Linked DNA regions of Mus musculus: regions 1, 2, 3 and 4 are each linked to region 5. A link is a contact called in public ChIA-PET, HiChIP or PLAC-seq and promoter capture Hi-C data. All regions are on one chromosome and are shown on one strand. Each heading gives the region's core, a stretch centred on a gene start, on an enhancer-like site or on the middle of the called end of the contact. The rest is flanking DNA. Distances are from core to core; before and after follow the strand shown. Region 1 holds the start of Phldb3 (pleckstrin homology like domain, family B, member 3). Region 2 overlaps Itpkc (inositol 1,4,5-trisphosphate 3-kinase C). Region 3 overlaps Irgc1 (immunity-related GTPase family, cinema 1). Region 4 holds the start of Cadm4 (cell adhesion molecule 4). Region 5 holds the start of Tgfb1 (transforming growth factor, beta 1).

Region 1 (2,700 bases), core at 25-2,524, 1.1 Mb after region 5:
CAGCTGCTGTCCTCGCAGCCGCCGCGCTGCCCCCCGCAGCTCTTCCCCAGAAGGGAGGCATGGGGAAGGTGTGGCTGGAATCTGCGCGGCAGGCGTAGCCTCGGGCTGAAATTAGAGAGGGTGTGATGAGAACAAGTCTCGCCCCCCTCAAGTCACCAAACAGGTCTGGTCCCACCCCAGTAGTGCCTCTGGGGGTCATGAGCTGCCAAGTTCAACTACTTCCTTTCGGGTCCGAATGGAAGACCGTGAAGCGGGGAAGCCGGCAGGTTCTGAACCCATCATACAAAGCCACTATGCTCTGAAGCTGAACTAGCAGAGCTTGCTTCCTTTTCTTTCCTTCCTTCCTTCCTTCCTTTCTTTTTTCTTTCTTCCTCATTTCTTCCCTCCTTTCCTTTTCTTCTTTTCCTTTTTCCTTTCTCCCTTCTCTCTCCTTTTCTTTTTTCTTCCTCCATTTCTTCCTCTATTCTTTCTTTTTTTTTCTTCCTTCCTTCCTTCCTTTCCTTCTTTCTTTTTTGTACCTGAATGCTAGTGGAAATCAGAAGATTCTTGCCTTACATCAATGAGGGTTCTGGGGATCGAACCCAGGTCGTCAGATTTGACAGCAAGTGTCTTTGTACACGATGAGCTCATCTGTCCCTGAGTCTCAACCTCTTGGGATCTCTTTCTCAGAGTCCCTGGATCGCTCTTCTTCCCCCCACCCCCACCCCCGTCCCTCTCTCTGACTTAGACTCTTCTATGTTGGCATTTCTTTTTGTTTCTCTTCTGGGTCTGTGTGTCTTCCCTGTGTCTCTCTTTTAGGTCTATGTCTCACTCCCTGTGTCTCTGTCGTATCTAGTTTCTATGTTTCTACCCGAGTCTCTCTGGCTTCAAATCCAACTTTGTCTAACAGGGTGTTTCTGCCTGTCTATGGGTACTCTCCTTGACTCTGGGTCTCTGTCTAGTCTCTCTCTTTATGTTCTTCTGTGTCGTCTTGGGTGTCTGTCTGTCCGTCTGGACAGCCCCCCCGGGGGGATGATCCCTCACCTCTTCGCGGCAGCTCTCGGTGCTGCTACCTTCTTCCACTTCTTCCTCTTCCTCGGCCTGCCGCCCAGCTCCGGGGCAACTTGGAAGCTCCGCTGGGACTTCGGGCTCCTTGTGCTCTTTGGGATCCTCGGGGTGCCCCTGAGGCTGCACAGCCCCTTGAGGCTGGACCTCGACGGCGCATTCCGAAACCTTTGGAGACGAGGAGCCCTCCTCTAGGGTGCTGGGTGTCCCCATGGCCGCTTCGGATTCCTGTGGTGTGGGCGTGGTCAGTTTCAGAGGCGTGGTCTGATGTTTGTGGGCGTGGTCTAGAGCGCGTTGAGCTTGCCCAGAGGGCGGAACCTAAAGGTTCAGAGACCAGCTCTGAACATTCCGCGGGCGTAGATTTCCTGGGGACCCGCTCGCGACTGGGGAGAGGCTGTCGGCTCCGAAGGTGACACACACACCTAGAGGTGGGAAGAGAATTTGAGTCCGGGGTCCTAACGCTCCCCGTGCTGGGGCGTCGCACGCTGAGCCTTCCCTTTGCTCCATGTGTCATCCCTGAGCCCCTTCTGCAGCCCTCTCCAGTTTCCCGGATTGCCTCCAAGAGATTCCATCTCCTCTACCCTCTCGGGACTAGCCCGGCTCTCCTCCTTGGAGCTCCACAGTTGGGTCCCGAACCACCTGTAAGGAATCAGCGTCCGAGGCTCCTCACCCCAAGATCCAGAACTCGGGGCTGGCAATGTCTACCTCTCCGGATATGCCTGGGGCCCCAACGCCTCCGTTCCTTCCCGGGAGGAGGTCCTCGTAGGTCGTCAACCTTCTTTCTGGCTCTGCACTGGGCACTGCCGCTCCTGCGGCTAAACAGGTGGCTGGAAGGAGGGAGGAGAGAGAGGCCGCCCCGTCCCCCTCCCCAGCAGCCCGGAAGTGGAGGGGGGGACAACAGGTCCGACAGCTCTCCTGGGAGGAGGGAGCCAGCAGCCTGCCCCGCCCGCAGCCCAGGCACCCAGCCATCCCGGCCCCTCCAGCCCCACCCAGAGAGAGCCCAGCGCCCAGACCTCCCACTCAGCCTCCGGTGCCCCTGGAGGGCCGGGCTTCTTAGCCACCTGCATACAGCAGCCTCCCTAAGGCCGAAGCCTAGGAAATCCTCAAAGGAAGATAGGAATGAAGATGGGGGCCTCTCCCCTCTAATAAGCCCTTTGGAAGGGCCCTGACCGGTTTAGGGAGCCGGACAAGGGGAGGGGGTATCCCGGGCTGAGTCAGCGATCTGCCCAGAGACAGAGTGTGCCCCACGCGCACACAGTTTACTATGGGGTGGGGCACAGAGGTTAAAGGTCACAGCCAGACCCTTTCCTCTCTGGGCAGAAACAGGAAAATATCTGGTATGCAAAACCCGACTGTTAGACATCAAGAGCTGTGCAAAACATTTGACACACCTCAGTGTCATACCACACCACAGCCCATAGAAAAAAAGAGATCGACCGTCTCCATTGTACAGTTGTGGGGACCGAGGCTGAAGGAAACAAATACACCTAGGATCTACAAGCATTCTAAATGACTTTTTTAAAATTATTATTACTTGTGTATGTGAAAGATAGTGCAGGTATGTAAGTGGCACCCAACATGTAAAGAGCTCATAGGACATCTTTGGGAAGTGGTGCCTTCCAACGTGGGATTCAGGCATGGAACTCAAATCATCTT
Region 2 (2,793 bases), core at 251-2,750, 1.5 Mb before region 5:
TTTGCTCATGCGTGATGTGACGTCCTGCTCTGTGTTCTCCCCTTTAGGGACCGAGGCCCGCCCATTTCTGCCCACTCCCTACCCCCCCTCCAACAGGGGGCTGAAAAGGGAGCTTCTGAATCTGTCTGCAGCTTCCGCCTGAAAGTGACTCTTGCAGTTACAGTCCACTGGCATAGCGAGTCAATAACCTCAGGTCAAGAGGGCACAGAGCTGTCCGGGAGGAGGACGAGCCAGAGCGCTTGCTCGGCAACCTGCACTCTCTCAGTCTCCATCACCTTTGTCAGGCCTCTGTCTCTCTGGTCTGCCTCCATTCCTCCACTCTGTCTCAATGGTTTGCCCCAGACCTGACCTTATTGAGAGGCAGGAGGTTTGGCTTCTGTGCTTTGTGACTACGGGTTTTAGGGTATATACTGAATTTTGGTAACCAAATTTAGCCTATCCTTCCTCCTATGACAAAGACACAGAGACAGAACAAAGAAAGTAAGAGACAGACTCTTCCCCTACTAAGTAGCCGCATCATCATTGGACTAGGTGGGGTTGCATCACCTCCACTGGGGGACCCTGATCCTAGGAAACCTCCAGGACAGTAATTCCCTGGTCTTGATCCATTCCTCATGCTCACCCTCCCTACAGAGCAAGCCCTGGAAGAAGCTGAAGACAGTTCTGAAGTACTCGCCCTTCGTGGTCTCCTTCCATAAGCACTACTATCCCTGGGTCCAGCTTTCCGGACACGCTGGTGAGCTTGGGGGCCTTGGCCAACAGATCGTCAGGGCTTGGTGTAGGTGTAGGGGCTACGAAAGCCCTGCTCTGTCTAGTCTCACTGCCTTTAGAGTGAGACTTGGCTTGGAGACAGAACCCCACCTATGGGGCTGCTATGAAAAACATTTAGGCCTAGTAATTATTTTATTTATTTATTTTGAGATAGGCTCCATATAGTCCTTGCTGGCCTAGAACTCACTTTGTAGACCAGGCTGGCCTTGAATTCACAAAGATCCACCTGTCTCTGCCCTCTGAGTGCTGGGATCAAAGGCTGCTGCACTATCATGCTTGGCTAGGCCTTGTCTGTGGGTTGAGTCTCAGCTTTGGAGTGGGTGGGTACTGCTTCACATCCTACTTACTTATGGGTGACTCCTTGGGATTCAGTTCCTTCCCCACATATTACTGCCCTTGCAGGATTTTTTGTTTGTTTGTTTGTTTTTGTGGGGTTTTTTTTGTTTGTTTGTTTTTTTTTTTTCTTGAAACAGGGTTTCTCTGTGTAGCCCTGGCTGTCCTGGAACTCACTCTGTAGACCAGGCTGACCTTGAACTCAGAAATTTGCCTGCCTCTGCCTCCCAAGTGCTGGGATTAAAGGCGTGCACCACCACTGCCTGGCCGTCCTTGCAGGATTAACTGAAGAATTGAGAGCAAAACATTGAGAGAGTGGGACAGGCTGTTGAGAAACACAGCGACCAGTCCCTGGACTCTCCTGTGTCTCCCACGTGGCAGACTCTCAGCGAACCAAAGCCAAATGGTTTTGTCCTGTGACTCACTTGGAAGAAAAACAGGGCTTACCATATGGCCTCTGTGTGTGTCTCATCACCCAGCAAGATCCTAGGTAAAACAGAAAACACTGTTGCCACCATCTTTGAAGAATGTTAAGCTGAAAGCTGGCCTTGGCCGCCTATTTTATTACTTGCTTGTTTGTTTGAGGCAGGGTCTACTGTGTAGCCCTGACTGGACTCAAAAAGAGTGCAGATTCCTGTCTCGGCTTCCTAAATGCTGGGGTTAAAGGATTGCATCACCAAGCCTGGTTTGGCACATATTTATAGTTCCAGCACTTAGAAAGCTGAGGCAGAAGCCAGGCGTGGTGGTGCACGCCTTTAGTCCCAGCACTCAGGAGGCAGAGCCAGGCGGATTTCTGAGTTCAAGGCCAGTCTGGTCTACAAAGTGAGTTCCAGGACAGCCAGGGCTATAAAGAGAAACCCTGTCTCGAAAAAAAACAAAAAAACAAAACAAAACAAAAAAAAAGGCTGAGGCAGGGGGATTGTCAATTTTGAGACCAGCCTGGGCTACATAGCAAGACCTTATGTCAACAAAGCAAAGCAAAGCAAAACTATCCTTTTGCCATAAGGAAAAAAAAGCAAAAGTTTGGAACTCTTATCTTAGCCATGCACGTGCTCCAGATAATGTCAGAATTATGAATTTATTTATTTTTTTTATACCCAGAGTGTTGCCATATAATCCAATCCAGTTTGCCTTGAATTCACTGTGTGTCTTGGACTGGGCTCAAACTTGTGTCTGTCCTCCTGCCTAAACCTTCTAATTTCTGGAACTATAGGCTGAAGATTCTGTTTCTAGCAAAAATTAATTTAAATCACGCTAAGTGGCTGTCCCCTGGGGAATCCTATGAGGAGAGTTATGTTGTTAACTGATATGTCACGGTTACCTCAGAGGACAAGAGCACCCATTAAAGTTACAAAACAGGCCTCCGAGATAGCTAGCTGAGTAAGCCGGACAGCCTGAGCTGAATGCCCAGAATCCATGTCTGTGTAGAAGGGAGAACTACCGTCACAGGGTGGTCCTGGCACACTTGCAACCTCAGTCACGCCATGCTCAGGTTCTCACGGAATAGCAAAAACGTGCCTGACAAGATGGTTCAGTAGTGAAGAGCATGCATTGTTCTTTTCAGAAGGGCCAAGTCTGGTTCCCAGCATCCATGTTGGGCAGCTCTCAATGGACTATATATCCAGCTCTAGGGGACCCGATGACTTCTTCTGGCCTCTGTTAACACACACACACACACACACACACACA
Region 3 (2,700 bases), core at 60-2,559, 1.3 Mb after region 5:
GGGTGAGGTGAGCTTGGAGGCGGCTGGTGACAATTTAGTGGAAAAGCGGAGCACTGGGGAAGGAACCAGCGAGGAAGCCCCGCTGTCCACCCGCAGGAAGCTCGGCCTCCTCCTCAAGTATATTCTTGACAGCTGGAAGAGGCGCGACTTGTCAGAAGACAAATAAAACGCAGCCCTGCCCCTCCTCCCCACCTCCGCCTCACCCACCAGCCAAGCCCTTTAAAAAAAAAACCAACATCAACCAAACAGGGCTACTGTGATCAAAGGGAGAACCGCAGTTGCTGCGCGCAGGGTGGGTGTGGGTGTAGAGGGTGTTACAGAGGGACACAGACAGGCCTGAGTGTAGGGGTACTTGACCCTGAGGAGAGGGAGGCTGAGGGATGGGTGGACAGGGTGACCAGGGCTTCTCAGTGGTCTCCTTGCTCCTCATGAGGCCAAGGTGAGAACTGTCAATTGCCTGGGAGGTGCTGTGTGTGTGTGTGTGTGTGTGTGTGTGAGGGGGGGGGGAGAAGGGGGAGAGAGAGAGAACCTTCTTGTGGCACTCCATATTGTAATTTGCTGTTGGGTATGGAAATGGAGCCCCCAACCCTAAGCATTCTCTACCCCCATTCTGGTAGGTCCAGCATCATATCCCAGGGGCTCTACCCACTGAACCACACTCCCAGTCCCTCACTGGGGGATTCTAGGCATGGGCTCTTAACACTGAGCTACAGCTGGTGAATTTGGGGCAAGTGTCCTACAGCTGACCTACATTCCATCTAGAGTCCTGTAAGTTTCCATGATTTTGAGGTAGGGGATCTGCACAAAACACTTCAGCAGAGCCACTTGAAGATTTAAGAGGCTTCCATTGGCTCTCAGATTCAAAGGCCTCAGTGCGGATCTGTTGGCTTCAACCCTAAAAGTCCTGTGGTGAGACAGAACCTCTTGGCTCCAGGAAGACATGGCGGGTGAGGCTGTTTATATCATGGGAACCAGGAAGTAGACACACACACACACACACACACACACACCTCAAACAGTAAGCCATGCCCTTAGTCATCCACCTCAGCTACCCACTTCCTCCCATCAAGGCTCTATATTATGTCCACCGATGCTGCTTTCAGCCCCTTCGTGACCCCATCTCCTAAAAGCTTTGCCATTGAGACAAGGCTGCCTAGAGGCCACCTTGACATTGAACTACATCTTGAAGAATCTTGACTCCGGTCCTCCATCTCCAGAGTGAGGAATTACAGGGGTGCATCACCACATCTGGTTTATCGGGTGCTGGGGTGGAACTGAGGCTCCTGCATGCACAGTGAGCATCCTACCCGCTGAGTGGCACCCCAGCTCCCCACCTCTGAACACTGCATTGAGGACCCAAGCCTTCAACAGAGGCCTTTTGGGTGGTGCGTAAGATCCAAACCACGTCAATGTCGTGGAGTGTGGTCATGGGGATTAGAGCGAAGGGTTGATGGGCTGAGGCGGGTTTCTGGTGTCGGGAGGTGTATCTGACGACACACCGCTGTGAGTGGTATGCTCATGGGTGAGGCTCATGTCCCAGTGAGAGATGGCTCCTACCCAGGCCTTCCTCTGTGCTTGATTCTTGGTGGTAGTCATGGTGGTGATACACAAAAGTGATCTGGACACTGGCCTGCTCAAGCCGGAACTCCCTGTTTAGGAAGGGTCACAAGTATTCAACTTACCAGAAAGGCAGGTGAGGTGGCACACACCTTTTTTTAAATTAAGATTTATATATACGAGTCCACTGTAGCTGTCTTCAGGCATAACAGAAGAGAATATCAGAATATCAGATCCCATTTCAGATGGTTGTGAGCCACCATGTGGTTGCTGGGAATTGAACTCAGGACCTCTGGAAGAGCAGTCAGTGCTCTTAACCTCTGAGTCATCTCTCTAGCCCTAGTACACACCTTTAATTCCAGAACTTGTGGGGCAGAGGCAGGTGGATCTCTGAGTTCAAAGCTAACCTGATCTACAGAGTGAGTTCCAGGACACCCAGAGCTACACAGAGAAAGCCTGTCAAGAAAAATTCATAAAAATATTAAACGTTTCCAATAGTGCAGAGGCCTCATTGAGGCTTAGGGACTGTGTGGAAGCTGATTTTTGATTTCCTGCCCAGCGTGCCCAGCCTAGGATGGCCTGGGACAATCTGAAAGAAGGAGCTGCATGCCTGAGCTGCTGACGCAGCCGTGTGATAGGAACTTGGCAGTGCGAGATGAAAAGTCACATTTGTGGTTCGCGAGAGCTAGAGAGGCAGGGGCAGGTGGATGGGTGTGATCAGCTGCCCTGTGACTGGCCGCTCTGGGAGAGACGGAGGGTCCAGGGCAGGCTGGGAAGCTCATCTTGGAGCTTCTGTAGTCTGAGCAGCAGAAACAGCCTGACCTCCTTTTGGAGGGTCAACTGGATGCCCGACTGGGCTGCAGCGGAAGAAGTAACTGAGAGCCGAATCCTCCAGGCTCTGCCTCCTGTGCCTCCTGTGTGGAGGAAGGCTGGGCTGGGATCCAGCCTGGCAGTTACATCGCGGGAAGCTTTCCAAGCTTCATGAAACTCTCGGGAAGGTTCTGGAGACTGCACAAAGCAGGTGGCAGACAAGGATGTGGGACAAGGGAGCTGGGCTCCCCCAAGTCGCTCCCATCTGCTTCCTCAGGATTCCAGGATCTGAGGATAGCTCTGACCTGGAGTGACCCAGCCCTAGCAAGTAGG
Region 4 (2,725 bases), core at 171-2,670, 1.2 Mb after region 5:
GGGCCACCTGGTCCCAATTCTCAACTCCCTATAGGAGACCTCAGCCCTGCCTTTGCTCACCAGCAGCCTCCCCATGATGGATTCCTGGGCAAAGTAACTTGACCCACCGCAGGGGAGTGTCCCATGGTGGATATAAGAAACACAGGGTTCTAAGTGTGAGCATTCAGGTGACATTTCCTGACCTTGTCCCCAGCCTCAGGGTCACCGTGTCTTGGGTGGGGGCTGGGGGGTCCTCCAGATTCCCATAGTGAGTGAGAAAGACATGTGGATGTCCTGGAGGGGGCTCTTCTGTGAAGTGTGGCTTGGATGTGTGAACGGGTGGGAGGGTTTGGGGGAGACATTTGTGGAATCCACGTGTGTGCTCACATGCCAATGTTCCCTATATGCCACTTCACACATCTATACTGTCACTGCCCTGCCTGACACCACTCTTCTCCAGGAGCGAGGAGGGATACAGAGATGGGAAAAGGAGGATGGAGGATGCATGGAGAGAGGAAGCAGATTTGGGGGAGAGGGAGACAGTGGGGTAGAGAGGAGAAAGGAGGCAGCTAGGCAACAGAGGCTGCTAGAGAAATGGGAGAATGATAGGGGACAGAGAAGGGAAGAGATACAGGATGTCAAGGAGACGGGGAGAGAGATGGTGAATGGGGACATAGAGGGACGACAGCAGCACAGGAGGCGGCAGAGTGAATAGAGGATGGGGGGCAGGCAGAGTGACCCAGGAAAAAGGGACAGAGGTGGGGGACAAAGGCGGCGTGGAGAAACGGGAAGGGGGAAACAAGGAGAAAGGAGGACAGAGGGAAGGAAGGACAGGACTTGAAGACTGAGGGACAGAGGACAAGGGCTGGGGGAAAATGAGAGAGAGAGAGAGAGAGAGAGAGAGAGAGAGAGATCTAAAGACTAGGACCGAAGGACAGTGGGACCGGCCTGGAGAAGGAGGGCTTGGGGACATAGGGGGAGGGAGGGTCTCGGGCCCTTTGTCCCCGCGGGATCGGGGCCTGTGCGGGGTGGGGGGGCTGCGGCACGGCGGCCGGGGCCCGCGTCCCCCCTCCCCTGCCCGCGGCTCTGGGCTCCTGGCCCGCGCTGCGCTTTGTCCCGGGGACGAGGGTCTCCCGCAGCCCCCCCCCCCCACGCAGCGCATTGTTCCGGCCTCTGCAGGCCCCCAGGCGACCCAGCTGTCACAGCGACGAGACCCCCTCCCCAACCCGACCGCAATACGCACACCTCCCTCGTCACCCCGATCCAGCCCACCGACCCGGCCCCCACCTCCGTCACCCTACCTGGCCCCGCCGCGGCCGCCCACAGCAGCAGCAGCGGCCACTGGAAGCGCCGGGCCCGGCCCATGGTGCCGCCGCCGCCGCCGCCACCGCCGCCGCCACCGCCGCCGCCGCTCGCTCCCGGCCCGGCACCTGCACCTCCCGCGCCGTCGACCCCGCCCCCGAGTCCAGTCCCGCCCTCTGCTCCGCCCACTGCGCGCCTTGGTGGGCGTGGCGTCAGCTAAGGGGCGGGGACCGGACGGGGACAGAGGGGCCCAGACAATGCGGGGAGAGGGAGGACGGGAGCGCGGAAGGGCGCGCACGGGGGTGGGAGAGCAGGACAGCATGCGGACCCGGGCGCGAGGGCAGGGCGTGAGCGTGACGGCGTCGTGGGAGCCAGTGGGGGAGGACTTGGGAGAGCGGAAGGTCGTGAGGGTCGTGTGAAGGTGCAAAGGTGTGCGTGCGTGTGCGCGCAGGCGTAGCCTGGACTAGCGGAGCTCCCTAGAGGACGCTGCACGGGAGACACGGGGAAGATGCGCAGGAGATGCACCGGAGTGTGCGCGGAAGATGCACGAGAGATGCGTGGGAGAGGCGCGGGAGATGCACGGGGGAATGTATAGAAGACACACGGGAGATGCGGGGAAGATGCACGGGGGTTGTGCAGAAGCTGCTTGGGAAACCCATAGGGGGTGCGTGGGAGATGCTTGGGAGATGCGCGAGAGGGCGATGCTCGGAAGCGCGCGAAGGTGCGGGGTGCTGGCGTGTGCTGTGAGTGTGAGCTTTGGGGGAGAGGAGTGTGATGATGCCACAGTGAATGTGGGCAGGGAAAGACTGAGAGGCTGGGCAGCAGCGGGTGGCTGAGCAGGTATGGACTTCTTTGGGCAGGGCATAGAATAGTGTCCGCTCCCTCCCTCTAGTCCTGACCATGACTCGCCAAGTTTCAGTCTTCTTTCCCTGGGAGGGGCCTCCAGAAAGCTAACCAGACTGGAAGGAAGTCTTAACCCTAGGCCCTGGGGAGAGCGAAGCCCCTGCCTGGGGCAATCTTCCAGGTATGGCATCCAGACGCTGTACTCTTTCCCACACTGTCCAGTCAAGTCTGTCTGTGTGACTCTGCCTTTCAGGTTCTGTTCCTCATCCTGGGGGGCTGACTCATCCCTCCAAACTTTGCTCTCTTTTTTCTTCTTGGGTGTGGGTTCCCCTGAACCCACCCCTGTGGCCACCTGAAGGCCTGGAGCAGGCTTATGACTCATAGGACCAAGAAGAGGAAGAAAGTGAGGTGCTGGTGGCCTCTGCCTCTCACAGGACTCAGGGACAGCAGGTAAACTGGGTCAACATATGCCCATTCTGAAAAGCTCGGCTTTTTATTTTCTCTCCATCACTTCTAAACTGTTGTATATCCAGGTCAACCAAGGGTCATCATCACATGACACACTTCCTGTCCAGTGCCTAGCTCCCAGCATCCTCTCTGT
Region 5 (2,700 bases), core at 138-2,637:
GGGAAAGTGCCAGCCTCTTTGGGACACCCACACAGTTGTCCCGGTGCCCCCAGGGCTCCCCTTCCTCCAGCCAGTTTCCTCTGAGGGTAATTTCCTCCCGGTGACCCCTGCACTCCGGCGCCCCCTGGGGGCTCCCTCCTGGCTCCCCGGCCCCTCGGAGCTCACCGTTGTTGCGGTCCACCATTAGCACGCGGGTGACCTCTTTAGCATAGTAGTCCGCTTCGGGCTCCGGCTCTGGGTCGGCGCTCTCGCCTGCCACCCGGTCGCGGGTGCTGTTGTACAAAGCGAGCACCGCCTCGGGCAGCGGGCCGGGCGGTACCTCCCCCTGGCTTGGGGGACTGGCGAGCCTTAGTTTGGACAGGATCTGGCCACGGATGGCTTCGATGCGCTTCCGTTTCACCAGCTCCATGTCGATGGTCTTGCAGGTGGAGAGTCCCGCGGCTGGCCTCCCGGGCGTCAGCACTAGAAGCCACGGGAGTGGGAGCAGAAGCGGCAGTAGCCGCAGCCCCGAGGGCGGCATGGGGGAGGCGGCGCCCCACGGCACTTCGGAGAGCGGGAACCCTCGGCAAAGGTGGGATGCGGAGGCCCCGCCCCTGCAGGGCTTGTGGGGTGGGGTCTCCCAAGGAAAGGTAGGTGATAGTCCTGAATAATTTGAGGTTGAGGGAGAAAGCAGCAGGAGTCGCGGTGAGGCTCTGACACCAAGGTGTCTCAGTATACCACCAGGGTAAAAATCGAGATGAGCGCTCTCTGAGATCCAAAAGTGGGTGTTCTTAAATAGGGGAGCTACTGCCAGCAGGTCCGAGGGAGATCTGCCTCTCGGGGGAGAGAGGGTCCTGGGATGCGAGGGACTCAAGAGGCAGGCTGGGGGGAGGGCGGCGTGCAAGGGGTGCGCCCCAGCTTTGGGGTGAAGTCTTCGCGGGAGGCGGGGTTTGTGGCTCCCGAGGGCTGGTCCGGAATAGGGGCGTCTGAGGAACGCCGGGTAGCGATCGAGTGTCCACGACGGTGAGCAGGGCTGTCTGGAGTCCTCAGGTCCTGCCTCCTTGCGAGACAGCGCAGTGCCAAGAAGTCCCCACGTCTCTGACTTGCAGTAGCAGCGGAAAAGTCTCAAAACTTTTTTCCTCTTCTCTCAACCAGCTCGTCCCTCCTCCCACTCCTCCTCCCCCTCCTCCCTGCGGCGGCGGCTGGTCTCAGACTCTGGGGCCTCGGACGGCTCCTCGGCTGCTCCTTTGCCGGCTCCCAGCGGAGGCCGACTCCGAGTGCGGCTCAGAGCCGGGGGTGCCCCGAAGGGGCGTCCCCCCTGCCCCGGCCGGGGGCCTGGCTGTCTGGAGGATCCGCGGCGGGAGGAGGAGGGGGACGGCCTGGGGCGCGAAGGGCGGCGGCGGCGGCGGGACCGGCTGGGGCGGCGGGGGTTTTGAAGCCGCCCCGGCCCCACCCAGGAAGCGCGCGCGGGGCGGGGGCAGCCCCAGGGGGAGGGCATGGGGGGGCACTGTCTTCATCTTAGCGTGGGCGGGCTCCAAGGGGGGTCCCTTCAGCCCTGCGGGGAGGGGGCGGGCACCCCGGCCTCGCCCCACCTCCAGGGTGCTGCCTCCTGGCGGCGGAGCACTACTAAAGCCGGTGACCAACCAAAGCGCCCCGGTGGATTTGGGAGTTGTTGAAGGGTCAAAGGAAAAATTGGGACTTCGTGAGAAAACAGAGTCCTGTATTAGAAGTGGGGACCTAGGCGGTGGAGAGCGAAAGGCAGGGGCAGACTTTGCGGATGAGAGTGTCAAGGAGAGTGAAATAAGGAGACCGACGTCTGAGAGCTTTAGCGGATACAAGGAGGCACCTTACCCATGAGAAATACACGCTTTTATTAAGTGCCCCCGACAGTCCAAACAGTGGGCCCTGCTCATGTCCCTCCAACCCACAGCCCTTTCTACCCCGTAGTTCAGTGGAGCATGGGCCACAGGGGAGTTCCTGGCCTTGCAGTCCATGGCATAGGGGCCATGACTTGGGGGTGATCAGGACTGACAGTCTCCAGAGTCCACGTGCCTGCTTCACTGCTGTGCCATTATGTGCTCAGTGGATGATGGCGATTAGTAGCAATGAAGTCCCTCAACACTCCACTCCATAGCGATCGAAGTGGCGCAGCAGCAGGCCGATACCAAGGTGCACTGTGCCACCCGCGGCCGTGTGCAGGCGGTAGCGGTCAGCCCCGCTGTAGATGGTATCTGCGTGCAGCAGCTGTGGCCCACCACCCACGAAAGCCCGTGCTAGCTGCTCCCTCCAACTGCCCAGGGGCCTCCATGTAGGGCAGTCCAGCTGATGAGTGCCTGGGCTGCTAGGCACATGGCAAAAGCCATAGCCAGCAAGCTGGCAGCGGCCAAAGCTGTCCTGGGACCACACCTGGAGATGGAGTCGAGGCCAACCTGCGGGAGGAGAGGCGTTAGAGAAAAGGACAAAGGGGCAGAACCCTGCTCCCGGGTTCCCAGCATTGAAACCACTGGAGACCTCGCACAGTACTTTTACCTTGGATTATTGCCTGAATTTCCTCTCTGGGTTCTCATCTCCCACTCACTCCACATAGTAGTCACAGGAATCTAGAGCAATCCACATTACCCTCTTGCTCAAAACCCTCCCATGACTCCCCTGGGCCACAGAACAAAGTCCAACCTCTCAAGTCAAGTCTGGCCTCGTCTGACCTCCCTTTGTGGTCTCTTC

What was found. Promoter capture Hi-C pulls out the DNA fragments that hold promoters and counts their contacts. ChIA-PET counts read pairs in DNA pulled down with a chosen protein or histone mark. HiChIP or PLAC-seq counts read pairs in DNA pulled down with a chosen protein or histone mark.
Region 1: a contact with region 5 is called in an H3K27ac HiChIP or PLAC-seq map of bone marrow-derived dendritic cells, with 4 times the contacts expected there. The contact joins the promoter of Phldb3 here to the promoter of Tgfb1 in region 5. A contact is called at or near these places in 5 of 39 promoter capture datasets (cranial neural crest, frontonasal cranial neural crest, hippocampal neurons and 2 more), 4 of 115 datasets of contacts at active chromatin or transcription factors (bone marrow-derived dendritic cells, extraembryonic endoderm stem cells, regulatory T cell precursor and 1 more) and 1 of 9 other capture datasets (adipose tissue).
Region 2: a contact with region 5 is called in an H3K27ac HiChIP or PLAC-seq map of embryonic fibroblasts, with 15 times the contacts expected there. The contact joins the enhancer-like site here to the promoter of Tgfb1 in region 5. A contact is called at or near these places in 7 of 39 promoter capture datasets (the 3T3-L1 cell line, the HPC-7 cell line, cranial neural crest and 3 more), 1 of 484 Hi-C or Micro-C datasets (the HL-1 cell line) and 12 of 115 datasets of contacts at active chromatin or transcription factors (the SCID.adh cell line, astrocytes, differentiating embryonic stem cells and 7 more).
Region 3: an RNA polymerase II ChIA-PET map of memory CD8 T cells shows a contact between it and region 5, with 3 times the contacts expected there. The contact joins the enhancer-like site here to the promoter of Tgfb1 in region 5. A contact is called at or near these places in 2 of 39 promoter capture datasets (cranial neural crest and hippocampal neurons) and 1 of 115 datasets of contacts at active chromatin or transcription factors (memory CD8 T cells).
Region 4: a promoter capture Hi-C map of hippocampal neurons shows a contact between it and region 5, with 2.4 times the contacts expected there. The contact joins the promoter of Cadm4 here to the promoter of Tgfb1 in region 5. A contact is called at or near these places in 8 of 39 promoter capture datasets (cranial neural crest, embryonic stem cells, frontonasal cranial neural crest and 5 more) and 2 of 115 datasets of contacts at active chromatin or transcription factors (astrocytes and pancreatic cancer cells).

Annotation. Positions count from the first base shown.
Region 1 is chr7:24,609,902-24,612,601 of GRCm38.p6, reverse strand. It overlaps Phldb3 (pleckstrin homology like domain, family B, member 3), which reads right to left and starts at 1,274. Exons shown (of 15, transcript NM_001102613.1): 1 at 1,024-1,274; 2 at 1-105. The coding sequence starts at 1,257.
Region 2 is chr7:27,217,543-27,220,335 of GRCm38.p6, reverse strand. Itpkc (inositol 1,4,5-trisphosphate 3-kinase C) reads left to right here. Exons shown (of 7, transcript NM_181593.3): 2 at 634-736. Among named protein-coding and RNA genes, the nearest start is that of Itpkc, 9.7 kb to the left of the region's middle. Within about 2 kb of position 1,500, at least 28 of the 459 cell types and tissues checked have an H3K27ac peak or open chromatin away from gene starts, as enhancers often do. A contact at or near this core is called in embryonic fibroblasts, where this site is marked.
Region 3 is chr7:24,429,465-24,432,164 of GRCm38.p6, reverse strand. Irgc1 (immunity-related GTPase family, cinema 1) reads left to right here. Exons shown (of 2, transcript NM_001358033.1): 2 at 1-246. The coding sequence ends at 166. Among named protein-coding and RNA genes, the nearest start is that of Irgc1, 4.7 kb to the left of the region's middle. Within about 2 kb of position 1,309, at least 71 of the 459 cell types and tissues checked have an H3K27ac peak or open chromatin away from gene starts, as enhancers often do. A contact at or near this core is called in memory CD8 T cells, where this site is marked.
Region 4 is chr7:24,480,718-24,483,442 of GRCm38.p6, reverse strand. Cadm4 (cell adhesion molecule 4) reads right to left here and starts at 1,420. Exons shown (of 9, transcript NM_153112.3): 1 at 1,281-1,420. The coding sequence starts at 1,344.
Region 5 is chr7:25,685,689-25,688,388 of GRCm38.p6, reverse strand. Tgfb1 (transforming growth factor, beta 1) reads right to left here and starts at 1,387. Exons shown (of 7, transcript NM_011577.2): 1 at 166-1,387. The coding sequence starts at 520. It overlaps B9d2 (B9 protein domain 2), which reads right to left. Exons shown (of 4, transcript NM_001362154.1): 4 at 1,827-2,408. The coding sequence ends at 2,095.